Regions from separate parts of the Mus musculus genome. Here region 2 is linked to region 1. Evidence: chromatin contacts called from public promoter capture Hi-C data. All regions are on one chromosome and are shown on one strand. Each heading gives the region's core, a stretch centred on a gene start, on an enhancer-like site or on the middle of the called end of the contact. The rest is flanking DNA. Distances are from core to core; before and after follow the strand shown. Region 1 holds the start of Shfl (shiftless antiviral inhibitor of ribosomal frameshifting). Region 2 holds the start of Col5a3 (collagen, type V, alpha 3).

The links. Capture Hi-C pulls out chosen DNA fragments and counts their contacts.
Region 2: a promoter capture Hi-C map of adipose tissue shows a contact between it and region 1. The contact joins the promoter of Col5a3 here to the promoter of Shfl in region 1. A contact is called at or near these places in 6 of 484 Hi-C or Micro-C datasets (the G1E-ER4 cell line, the HPC-7 cell line, granulocyte-monocyte progenitors and 2 more), 1 of 115 datasets of contacts at active chromatin or transcription factors (embryonic stem cells) and 3 of 9 other capture datasets (adipose tissue, liver and pancreatic islet).

The regions. Positions count from the first base shown.
Region 1 is chr9:20,867,316-20,870,015 of GRCm38.p6, forward strand. It overlaps Shfl (shiftless antiviral inhibitor of ribosomal frameshifting), which reads left to right and starts at 1,327. Exons shown (of 8, transcript NM_175687.2): 1 at 1,327-1,621; 2 at 2,015-2,138; 3 at 2,289-2,338. The coding sequence starts at 1,601.
Region 2 is chr9:20,813,793-20,816,492 of GRCm38.p6, forward strand. Col5a3 (collagen, type V, alpha 3) reads right to left here and starts at 1,275. Exons shown (of 67, transcript NM_016919.3): 1 at 1,074-1,275. The coding sequence starts at 1,161.

The sequences.
Region 1 (2,700 bases), core at 77-2,576:
TGCACACAGGCGCAAGTATCCGGCACTCATTAACAAGCTGGTTTCCTTTCCTACAGGCATTTTCCCCAATAGTTGACAGATCTTATGCTCATTGTATTCTGTGAGGAACTTCTATCCCACTTTCCATAACAGCTATAGTATTTCAATATAACTTATTGATGACTATCCATTTGGAGGTGTTCCTTTCAGGCTTGCGTAGAGACCAGGGCCCGATGCTCACATGATTCTCGGCTTTAGATTTACAATGTGGATTCCTTGGAGCCAGAAGTCTACAAGGGTGTAAGGGGCCAGGAGTTGGCTTTTCTTCACATTTTTACTCTGCTTCCAACCAGCATGACACTTCAAAGGTCACCTGGTGACTGATGCAATATCTATGTCCCACATTGTGCTAAGTGACATTAATCCCCCTGGAAAACCAAACACGGTGGCTCACAGCTGTAATCTCAGTGCTACAGAGCGAAGGCTGGAGGACCACCATACCATACGTTTAAGGACAGCCACGGCTATACAATGAGACCCCCAGCATTCAGAAGGTGGAAGCAGGAGGATGGTGAGTTCAAAGTCATCCTCAGCTACATAGAAAGTTCCAGAGTAACCTGGACCATAAGGGCCACCATTGAAACTATGGGGCCTGGGAAAGAGGCTGAAGGGGAGGGTAGATCAGTTTCCATTTCCCCCTCTCTGGCTTTGGTCTCCGGTTCACTGTTAAACCACCTTATCTGCACCTGTGGCATCCACCTTTGGTGGTGGTGGGAGCCAGATCACCCAGCAAAGATTTCTGTGCTCCTGGATCATAGTGAGACCCAAGCTCTGTACCGAAAGGGGCAAGGCAGAGGTTCACTGGGAAGAAGGTATTTAAACGGGGTGAAAAAGCCCAGGCCTCTTAGATTCTGGGGCCCATTCTCTGGAGAAGTCTGTAAAACTTGCTAAAAAAAAAATAATAAAAAAAATAAAAAATCTTTCATTTCATTTTGTCCTAGGATGTTCCCCTCCCCCCCCCCCTTTTTCTTTTTTTCTTTTTTGAAACTGGGTCACACATAGTCTAGGACATCCTTGAACTCCTGATCTTTTTGCATCCACCTTCCAACTGCTGGAGTGACAGGTGTGTGTCACCATGCCTATCTTGCATGCCCATTTTACAGAGGAGGAAACTGAGGCTGAGAGTGTGGGAATTAGAGAGAGAAGCCGTGGGAGTTAGAACTGCTGAGCATAGCAAAACGCCACGGTGGTCCGAAGACGCTTCGGGTTCTGCATAGGAGGAGCAGCGAGGGAGCACCGAACTGTGGTGCGGCTCCGCCCCCAAGGGGGACGTGAAGACGCGGACCCCGCGCAGCGTGGGGACATGTGACCGACTGCAGAGGCCGCGCTGCTGCGCAGGACGCGGTGAGGCGCGCTCGGAGGCCCGGGAGCACCACCCGGGAGCACTACAGGGCGCGTGAGCAGACGCGTGGCCGCAAGGCCTGCGCGGGGTCTCCTCAGGGTCCCCAGCTTTACGTAGAAACGAAACTGAAAGAGGGGCCCGAGGGAGGCGGAGCTGCGGCGACGCCACCCAGGCTTGCGAGGCCCGGACCCAGGCGCAGCCAGGTGTGCTCCGGCCACCATGGCTCAGGATGGCGTGGAGGTAGGACAGCCGCGCCACCGGCGGCGCGGAAAGGGCTCCCGGGAACACCCCTGCCCCCTGGGCTGTTTCCCTCCTCTATCCCTGGGCACAGTGGGGCTGTAGGGTCAGAGGTCAGAAGGAAAGGGGGTAACCTGGCCTGCATCCCGCCACACACACACACACACACACACACACCGCCAGACCCCAAATTCGCACCGGGGAGGCTGGGACGCGCCGCAGTCTCCACCATCCCCCAATGCCTGGAGAACTTCGGATTTTTCCAGGAAATGGCTTAAAGGGGGGGGGGGATGGGGATGCGGAGGCCAGAAGCCAGGGTCAAGTTCAGGAGAATGAAGGTGCGGGGGCTGCTCCCCGTCGCCGGCGACATCAGAGCTTATCCCCCCTCTATCCTAGTTGGAGAAGAGCGTCAGGCGCCTCCGGGAGAAGTTTCATGGGAAAGTGTCCCCCAAGAAGGCAGGGGCTCTTATGAGGAAGTTTGGCAGCGACCACACCGGAGTTGGGCGCTCTATCGTGTATGGTGAGTCAGCCCTGGTGGGGGGGACACTGAGTGGGTGTGGTTTCAGAATTGCTGTAGCGCTTTAGCGACCCTGGCTCCGTTTAACCGGAGGCTCTCCACCGCCTGGAACTCCTACACCCTTCAAGAGCCCCTCCCATGTTCTCCCACTAGGTGTCAAGCAGAAAGACGGACAGGAGCTGAGCAACGACCTGGACGCTCAGGTAACCTCCCCCTGTCCCCAAAGGAAGGGGGATTCCCATTCTCTTGTCAGAAGGAACAATCAGTGAGTGCTCCCCTTACCATCTAGGGTCCTTTCCTTTCTCAAGCAGCCTTCAAACAGTAGGTGCTCATTACATGCTGATTACCTCAAATGGAAGAGACAGGACAGTAGGATAAGGAGACTGAATGTCGAAGAAAACTCAAGGCAACCCTTTCTTGCATAAGAAGAAAGTCTGAGCTGGGCAGATCCTGGGAAGAAAGACGCCTGGACAGGAGGGATGAAGGAATCAAGGCAATATGGTTGTTTTGCTCCTCGGCTTCTGTTTGCTTGAAAGACATAGCAGAGTTTTTGTTTTGTGTAAGA
Region 2 (2,700 bases), core at 25-2,524, 54 kb before region 1:
AATCTCAGTGGGGTTAGGGATGAAACTTGGTAGAGAGCATGCTAGCCTAGCATGCTGGAAGCCCCAAGTTCCATCCCCGGTACCACACGATCTGCAGTCCCAGCACTCGGAGGATAGAGGAGGGTTAGAAGTTCAAAGGTACAGCCTGGATTCCATAGTAAGTGTGAAGCCAGCCTGAGCCCCATGAGACCCTGTTTCATACAACAGAGGAGAAAGGAGGGAGAGAATCACAGACCCACAGACCCACTGACCTCTCACACCCTCCTAAGAACTGCCCTGTCACCCACACTTACGCCATCGCAGTCAACCATCACACCCAAGATTTTGGTGGGGGAGGGGTTGTTTTGTGCTTGTTTGTTTGTTTGTTTGTTTGTTTAAGACAGTGTAGCCAGCCATGGATGTCTTGGATTCACTTTGTAGACCAAGCTAGCCTTGAACTCACAGAGACTTGCCTGCCTCTGCCTCATGAATGCTGGGATTAAAGGCATGTGCCACAATGCCTAGCTTAAAATACGGTTTTTTAAAGGCAAGCTCTCATATAGCCCATGCTGGCCTCAAATTCTCTATGTAGTTCAGACTGGCTCCTAACTCTTTATGCTCCTGCTTTCATGGTCCCAGTCCTGGGGTTGTGGGTATGCACCACTGTGCTGAGAATGGAATCCAGAGCCTGGTGTGTGTTAGAAAAGCCATTTCCAACCGAGTTACAGTCCCATGTCTCATACACTCACCCTGGCCCTTTTTAGAGACAGGGTCTGCTTATGCAGCCCAAGATGCCCTTCAATTCAGTAAGTAGCCCAGACAAGTCTTGACCGTGCAAACCACCTAACTCTGCCTCTTAAATGTTGGGATTGCACTATACCAAGGAGCATTCATCTTCACACACCAGCTTGTAAACACTGCCCACACTTTTCCTGGCAACATCTCCCTCCTCACATGCATCTGTCAGCTAGAGCTAGACCCTAGGGCCTCCACATCACCATGGCACCCATTATGAAACACTTCTCCCTTGCACACACGTTTTGGGATCTCCCTTGCGCCCTCAAATGCTATTCCAGCCCTTCGTCCCTGCTCACCAGCCAGCGTCCAGGACACGAGCTGCAGGGAGGCCAGGAGCAGGCAGAGGCCGGCCTGAAGCTGATCCAGTCTCCGGCAGCTTCTCATCCCAGCGGGGCCTGGTGCACCAAGGCCAAGGGGGATGTGGACTGGTCTTCCTGGGAGCAGTCACTCTGGACAGCCGGAGGCTGTGAGGATCTGCTGGAGACTGCCCGAGACCCCGCCCTGGCCGCGCCCTGCGCTCTAGAGCCCTTGCCGGGCGGGGCCCGGACGAGAGGGGGGCGGGGAAGGGACCCACAGCTGCACGGAAAAAGTTTGCGAAGTGTGCACCACGCGCTGATTGGCTGGCTGAGATCAGGGCCATTCTTGCCGGACATCAGCACCGAGACGATGGGCCACGCCCACTAGCCCTAGAATGCCTCTCGCACTGACTTTCTCAAAGCTGTCTTAGCCTGATCAAACCTTCAACCTCAGAGTAGAAAGATATAGCTCAGCAGGGAGAGGCCCTTAACCACGAAGACTTAGGACCTGAGTTCTGTCTCAGACCCCAGAGGATGGAAGGAGAGGACCAACACCCAAAAGTTGTTCTCTGACTTCCACATGCGCGCCACAGCACACACACTCCCCACACCCCAGACACACACAAAATAAATAAATGTAATCTTAAAATCAAGCACCTAAACTAAAGGCACAGTGGCCCACACTTTTAATCCCAGCACTCAGAAAGCATAGGCAAGAAGACCTCAGAGTTTGAGGGCAGCCTTGTCTTGTTTTGTTTTTTGTTTTGTTTTTCTGAGACAGGGTTTCTCTGTATAGCCCTGGCTGTCCTGGAACTCACTTTGTAGACCAGGCTGGCCTCGAACTGCCTCCCAAGTGCTGGGATTAAAGGTGTGCGCCATCACCATCTGGCTTCAAGGGCAGCCTTGTCTACATAGTGAGTTCCAGGATAGTCAGAGCTATATAGTAAGACCCTATATCGAAATAAAAGCACCTTCAGTCTCCCCTCAGACATGGGATTAGGGTTTGGTTTAAAGCTACACTTAACCCTTTCTGTTTCAAGGTCCACAAAGGAAGGAGTCCCAGCGTCCTCTCAAAGTCTGCCTGCCCTTTGAGAAGCCGCTTCTTCCATAATCCTCACCAGATTCCCAACCTCTCCTACAATTCTCTAAACCCCCATGAACCTTGGAATTTGGAGTTTGGTGTCTGGTACCATCTTTAAACACTCACCATTGACTCCAAAACGCACTTTTAACCCTCCCTCCAACTTCTGTGTACATTCATGTGTTTGTGCGTGGGCACGGAGTGGGGCTGTGCACATGCATGCATCCATGTCTGAAGACCAGACAGACCTTGGCTGCCTTTCTCCATTACTCTTCCCCCTTGTTTTTGGTGGCAGTGTCTCTCGTTGAACCTGGACCTCTCCAGTTTGGCTGGGCTGACTGCCCACTGAACCCAGGGTACTGTCTCCCTCCACAGTGACTGGATTCTAGGCATGGGCAGGTGCCCTCAGCTGCTTACACAGATGCTGGGGATCTGAACTCAGGTCCTTGGATCATATCCTCACTCTTATACAGCAAGCACTTGACTGACTGAGCCACCTGCAGCCCTCGAACTTTTTTTTTCAACTTTATGGAGCGGGGATGGATC